2 separate regions of the Mus musculus genome follow, and region 1 is linked to region 2. The links are chromatin contacts, called in public Hi-C maps. All regions are on one chromosome and are shown on one strand. The core of a region is the stretch at or near the end of the contact, and the rest is flanking DNA. Distances in the headings are between cores, read along the strand shown. Region 1 has its middle 45 kb from the start of Gm34353. Region 2 has its middle 16 kb from the start of Gm34306.

What was found. Hi-C and Micro-C count contacts between places; a contact is called where the count stands out from the background.
Region 1: a Hi-C map of bone marrow-derived macrophages shows a contact between it and region 2, with 26 read pairs. The contact joins two enhancer-like sites. A contact is called at or near these places in 2 of 15 datasets of contacts at CTCF or cohesin (the NIH/3T3 cell line and pro-B cells), 8 of 484 Hi-C or Micro-C datasets (bone marrow-derived macrophages, cerebral cortex, cortical neurons and 3 more) and 3 of 115 datasets of contacts at active chromatin or transcription factors (bone marrow-derived dendritic cells and bone marrow-derived macrophages).

What each region holds. Positions count from the first base shown.
Region 1 is chr1:138,037,457-138,040,845 of GRCm38.p6, reverse strand. No RefSeq gene overlaps it. Among named protein-coding and RNA genes, the nearest start is that of Gm34353, 45 kb to the right of the region's middle. Within about 2 kb of position 1,560, at least 87 of the 459 cell types and tissues checked have an H3K27ac peak or open chromatin away from gene starts, as enhancers often do. A contact at or near this core is called in bone marrow-derived dendritic cells and bone marrow-derived macrophages, where this site is marked.
Region 2 is chr1:137,749,796-137,753,187 of GRCm38.p6, reverse strand. No RefSeq gene overlaps it. Among named protein-coding and RNA genes, the nearest start is that of Gm34306, 16 kb to the left of the region's middle. Within about 2 kb of position 1,292, at least 71 of the 459 cell types and tissues checked have an H3K27ac peak or open chromatin away from gene starts, as enhancers often do. A contact at or near this core is called in bone marrow-derived dendritic cells and bone marrow-derived macrophages, where this site is marked.

The sequences.
Region 1 (3,389 bases), core at 311-2,810, 290 kb before region 2:
TGCGCTCTGTGTGTTCATTTAACAAACTAAACACACCACATAGGAATCATCTCAGCATCTCCCCTGCAGCCGAGTTTATTTAAGGTCCTTTGGCAGGCACTGGTCCTGGAACAGGCAGCTACTTGGACGCTCTGTTCATGCAATTTGACACTTAATGGTTTTCCCTTGGCTGAGAAACTTAGCAAGCAGAAATCAGGGAGAAATCCAGAGACCTGAGCATTGGCCCTTGGGTCTATGGAAGGGAGTGGTGGGAAGTAGGGGGGTGGACAGGACTGCCGATGGCTGCCCTGTTGAAGAATCATCCTCTGCAGGAGGAGAAGGCCCTGCGCTTACAGTGCAGGCAGGCCCTTTGAAAGGTGGGTGGGCAGATGCCCCAGCTTGTCTGAAACTGCAGCTCCTAAAGAACTGGATGCCCTGACTTTGCAAGGCAGACTGTGGAGGGGGCGTGAATCAACCTTACAGAATTAACTTTTGAGACATGTCCTGTTGACACAGTTGCATGACTTGAGAACAATTCCTTAGTTGCTCAGAGCTTGGTTTTTCTGCAAAACATTTCTCTAAAATTGAGACGATGTTATTAATTACTTGCCAGTTCACACTTTCTAGTTTAATGATAAATACTGTGGTTGAATTTAAGGACCAATTTTCTAATGCCCGGCTAGTTCCAGTTTTCTTATGAAACTTAGAACTTATGAGAGTTATTTCCAAGGGCTGAAATAAAGCCTGTCTGAGATAATGTACAAAATCTATTACAAGATTAGGAGAAGCAATTGTCATCCAAGCATTAGGACCACTGCGTGGATCTTTGAGATCCCCATCACAAGGCAAGGATGGTAGACGTCCTTGCCATGGTGAGATGGGGGTGGGGGGCAGCAAATAGCAGATTCCTGTAGCTCCCTGTCTAGTTAACTAACCTGTTAGGTAAAGGTCTTGGGAATTGCAAGCTCTTACAAACCAAAGTTGGAAGATGCCTGAAAAATAATGCCTGAAGTGAGTGTTCTTCTCACCTCTACCAGCACGTGCACACATATACAAATGTGCTCACACAACATGTATGTACACACACACACACACACACACACACACACACACACAACTGTATTAACAATAAAAATAAAAAAGAATGATTTATCACAATAAAGTTCTTATAAGTGAGTCTTATGGTTCGTTATCTTTACAAAAAAATCTCCTCCCCTGGTCATAAGATTTAGACTTAGGTACCAATAAGAGCTGTGTAGAACTAGGCTACAGCTTCAGGCTTAGGTGCTTTACCTACTAACTCAGCTTAACCACAGTCTAGTAAGAATTCATGCTGTCAGAAGCCAGCCTACTTGCTCTCTTTGTCTCTTTTCCCATCCACCTGGCCTTGCCTGGGCCCTTTGATCTCGGTATAGGCAGAGGCTTAGTTCTCATTGTCTGGTTCCCAGACAAATCCCCACTTCAGAGAGGAAGTTTCAAAGCAGACTCAGCTTCTCCATCCTTCAAGGCAGGATACTGAGTCACTCTTCCTGTTACTGTTAAGTCCTAACAAAGAGCTCTAGCACTGACCACAGACTCCTGTCTCTACTCACAAGGAATCCCCCAAGGTGGCCTCATGAAGGAGATGAGCCTGCCAATACTGGCTCCCCTGTCTACTGGCCACTCCCTCAGCCATGTTTCTGCTTCTGTCTTCTGGTCTTTTGCATTCAGCAGTTTAAAAACACAGGCACTGCTTCCCTGTCTTATTTTATAGACAATCGCCACCCCCGATATTTATTATATTCCTTGTGGGATTTTGCCTTTAAAGCAGGGAAGGAAATTTGGAGAACTTACGTAATGTGCCTGGGACCACACAAACATTTACATTGATAATGACAGTCAGTGTGTTTTGCATTTATTACTCATTGATATGATTGAATCAGCCACAGACTTTCTTTACCTCAGCAATGTTTCAGCAAGTGAGAGAGAAGTGGAGAGAAGTAGTGCTCTCTCCTTTTTCTGTGGTATGATATAGACGATGCACACTTGAACACACCTGCTTCTTACCTCTGTTCTTATGCCGTTGGTCAGAACTTACAACACGGCCACATTTAGCTACAAGAAAGGCTGAGCCAGTGGTGTTCTTATACGTATCAAAATTTCCATTATTATAGAAGACAAATATAGAAATGAGGGCTAAGCACTTTTTAACCACAGTGCTTCAAGATGCTTTCATGAAGGTTAGCCACATTAAAAATGTGTGAGTTTGGGTCAGAAAGATGGTGCAATGGTTAAATGCAGTCCTGCTGCTGGGGTTATAAGTTCAGTATCCAGCACGCAATTCAGGCTTCTTACAACTAGCTATAATTCTGATGCCCTTTTCTGACTTCAGAGGGCAAGTGGACACATACCACAGATAGACATGTACATACACACACACACACACACACACACACAGTACATGTGTGTATAAATAAAAATAAATACTTTTTACAAGTAAGAGTCTTTGTGAATGTCATAAATAAGTTCTAAACTAACATTCCTGACATGTTTTAAGGAAACCCTTCTATTTCACAGGTCCGGGTGTTTTACCAGCACCTGGAAGGCGCTCTACATTACAACAAGCACAACAGACACAGAGTTTCCATGGGGGCAGGCCCTCGGGGCTTCTTGTAACTGAGGTTTGTGCTGCTGTGCAAATCACAAAGTGATCCAGAAATCATAAACTCTGCAGATTTGACCGTGAGCTGTCCTGCAATTTAATTTTATTTTCATGTTGTTTGCCTTTTTTAAAGATTGAAACTAAAGAACAACAACAGATCTTTCTCCTCTGCCGTGGGGCCTCCCCTTGAGTGTAGCCACCAAAGCAGGCTGCAGATTAGAACTCCTACCAAAGAGCCTTGCATTTGAGGGTTGTGCCTGTCAGGTATTACACTAATCTGCTTTGACAAAGCTAAAGTTTACATCTGGTCTTCACTTTTCACAGCTGCAGGACTAACAGGAAGGAGAGACAGTCTCCGAATCCCACAGATGCAGCAGCAGTAGCTCTCTCCATGTCCTGCTTCTCAGAGCCACTGGATACAAGTCAGGACGGGAAGCCGGGATCCTTTTCCCGCATCTGAATAATCTTCTGTGGGTTGCAGGGCAGCCAGCCCCAGCCTGGCACCCTTGGTTTAGCTGAGGTCCAGGCATAACAGGTCCACCCTGCTGTCTGAGACCAGGCACATTGAAGAGGACGTATGTGGGTGTTTACACAGGACCAGTGAGCTTGGGCCAGGCTCAAGCTGTGCTTGGGTTCTCACTTCTTTGAGCACTGGAATTCCCCAGAATTTCCCCCAAATTAAAAGAACCAACAAACTGTATTGCAAACACAAACAGAGTTTGTTTTTTCTTTTAACAAGTAAAAACTAATTTATGCTAAAGCTTTGTTG
Region 2 (3,392 bases), core at 43-2,542:
TGGACTGAACCTCTGAAACTGTAACTTAGCACCAAGTAAATGTTTACCTTCATAAGAAAAAAAATAGATTAGCCTCAACTCATGGTAACTTCTTAATTTATAAACTTTAAAGCTTTGTAACTAATATCTTTTCTCTTATAATAGAACTTATAGAACTTGGCTTAAATCGCAAACACGTTGTACAGCTGCCGAACATATTTTCTCCATATTCATTTGCTCTGCAAGTATTTTTGTATTTGGAAAATGTTTTGCTTGGACTTTCCAAACTCGTTAGTTAAAAAACAAAAGATGCAAATACAACACAGTCCAGGCTTTTCCCAGTCAGGACCACGGAAGCCACTATTGACCACTCTTGTGTCTTGCTACACGGAACAGGATAGGGTAGTAATTTGGATGGGATGTGGCCCATGACTTGGAGGTTTCTGGAATGCTTCATGAGGGACTGTCTATCAGAACGCTGTTTTTCTTAATAACTAGAAAGAGTGCATTATTGAAAATACAGTACATAAAGTAAATAAATCAGTACCAAAGTTGTTTATTATTATTACCAATAACCCACTTCAAGCAAAGATCCTCCTGCTCTTTTTCCATGTATGTGTAAAATTTTCACTCTTCTTTCAGCTGGTCAAGTGTAGCTTCCTTCCAGTGATTTTGTGGGGACAGGGCTGGGAAGATACTTAAAATGATTTCACTTGTTTGAAAGTCACTAAGACCTGCTTTGTAAACCAGTGAGAGATTTCCTGGAGAATGTTCCAACTGTGCTTGGAAAGAACATATGGTGTTTCTCTCTTGAATACAATGTACTGTAGGTATCTGGTGGGACAGGTTCATCTCTTTTGCTGTCAAATATGTTCTTTTCTTTCTTTTCTATCTGGGTGATCTATCCATTATCAGAAGTAAAGAACTGAAGTTCTCTGTTATCACTGCATTCCTGTCTGGCTCTCCCCGACTAGCAGCTATCTCTGCTACTGTTTGCTTTAGTTATTTTTGGTGGCTTGGTGCTAGGTGTGTGTCTGTTTGAGATTATTACGTCCCTTATTAATTATTTCATCCCTTTAATCTTTCTTTTATTTTTTTTTTACTTTCTTGTAGACAGCCGATAGTCAGAATTGGAAGCTAATGACATATATATTCAGCTACTTTATGGCTTTAGATATAAGTGTTAATCCATTCTTTCATATCTCCCTCTCCCTCCCTGTCCTGTGGCTCTCGGCACTCCCTCTCTCCCTTTCTCTCTCTGGTCTTCTGTTGCTGCAATCATAGAGAAGCTCTCTATGACCCTCTGTTGCACCATCCCGGATCACAAGGTCATGCCAGCTGCTGTTCTGCTTTCCATTGTTCTCCACTGCCCCCAGGCCTCCACACTGTCGGTTCGCAGCAGTACTCCAGTTGAGTGGTAAAGTGAGACAGAAACTGTCTATTAGTGAATTCTCAGAAAAGCTGGAACATTGGAGACACACTCACTTCCTCCCCCACCCCCTCTCCTCAGAGAAAAGTCAGGGACTGGGTGCCTTCCCCTAATCTTGCCAAACTTGTGGTCACATGAGGCTGCCAGCTACATTATGCAACTCTCTGTTATCCTCCAACTATGTTGATCCATGGATGTCGGCTGCGAAGTTAGGTGACAGAAATTACTCCTCATATAGTACATCATAAAGTTGAAAATCTGCGTGCATGGCTGCTCTCTGTCCGACAAGAGGGAAGTACTAAGATGAGTCATGAGCTGCAATACATATTAGAGGTAGGGTTGCCATGAGTAAACTGAATTGCTCCCCTTGCTGATTTCAATGCCTGCTTCTCAGCCGAGTGATCTCCTAAGGTATTGCAATTTCTTATTTGATTTCTGGTAACCTTATAAAGATAAATTTGGGTCTTTACATGACTGTTAAATTGGGTGTCTCTGAATAAATTCAAGTGTGCTTTTCTACCTTGTTGATGTCACTCTTAATAGAAATTGTAAACAGCAATTACAACACACACATTAGCTTAAATATTCTCCCAATGTCATCATGTCAACACTCATACTTCAGCTAGAATGGGAGCTCTACAGTGCCGTTGGCACTGCCATGCGCTCCTTTGTTCTCAGCAAGACTTTAATGCTGTGCTGGGCATTCAGAAGTGTCCAACAACGTGGCATGTCACCGTCTCTAAGAGATGGCTAGAAAAACTAAAGTAATCCACAAAGACCACAAAAGGGCAAGCTTTGGGATCTGATCAACCAATATTTTAATTACTCTTCTTAGCTCCCAGGCGATAGGTGAAATGTGCCTTTTCCTTAACTGCACTTTCTCATTAAATAGGGGGAAGTATTATTACTTGATAGCTACTGTTAGCAAGAAAGAGTAAATAAAAGAACTAGGTAACTAAAATAGGTGATGTGTGCTACATTTGGGGTTCTGGATAATAATCAGTAAAATGAAAATAAAATGACAATTTCTTTAAACTGTTGAATATCTAGCAGTTTGTATCCTAAGAAAAATATCAGTGATATTTCTGACAAATAACTATGGTAAGAAATGATAAATTTATTGGGTATTTTATAGCTGAGAATCTATTTACCTTATACAACTTTCTAGTAAATTATTATATAGCTACACAATGAGTCATAATGTATGTAATTGTAGCATATAATCATATATTGTTGTAATTATGTTATTGTATAAAATGTCAGATATGCACTATTCACTCTTTTAAGTCATATTTCAAGAGTGTATTGATAGTACTCTATTATTCAAATATTCACAATAACATAAAACTAACTCCTTATACTTTTTTTTCAGTGTTCTCAAGAAGAACATAGTGTATAGAATAAATAAGTGTTAAACAATGGATTTATTGTCTTAAGGACACAGGCTGGGTAGTTCAGTCTGAGGACCCGGTAGCGGCTCAGTGTGCAAGACTGAGTGCCTGAGGAATTGTAGTCCATCAGTCAAGTTCTGAAGAGCCACGGGTCTTTAGTCTGTGTGTAAAGGATGAGAAAGCTGGCTTCAGAGATCACTGAAGGATGGCAGCAACCAGACATATTCACTCACCAGCAAGGAGCAACAGAAGCAGACTTTAGAATATTGACTGTCCTTACAGGGTGTTTCCACTCAGTGAATCTTTGCTCCTTAGCTAATTCTTCATGGAAATACTCTCACAGGCTCACTCAGAGCAGAGTCTCTTATTTGACCCTAAATCCAATATAGTTGACAGTCAAGATTAACATCACACATGCTATCTAGATTTCAAGTCATTATTAGTTTGTTTTTTATTAATATTGTAAAACTCAGACAAAAGCAACTTAAAAGGTGAAAGAGTTTGTTTGGCTTACATTTAACTGACCCAAGATAGGGCTAGAATTCAAGCAGGGGCCTGAAGGTAGAAACTGAAGTATGGACTATAGAACAGTG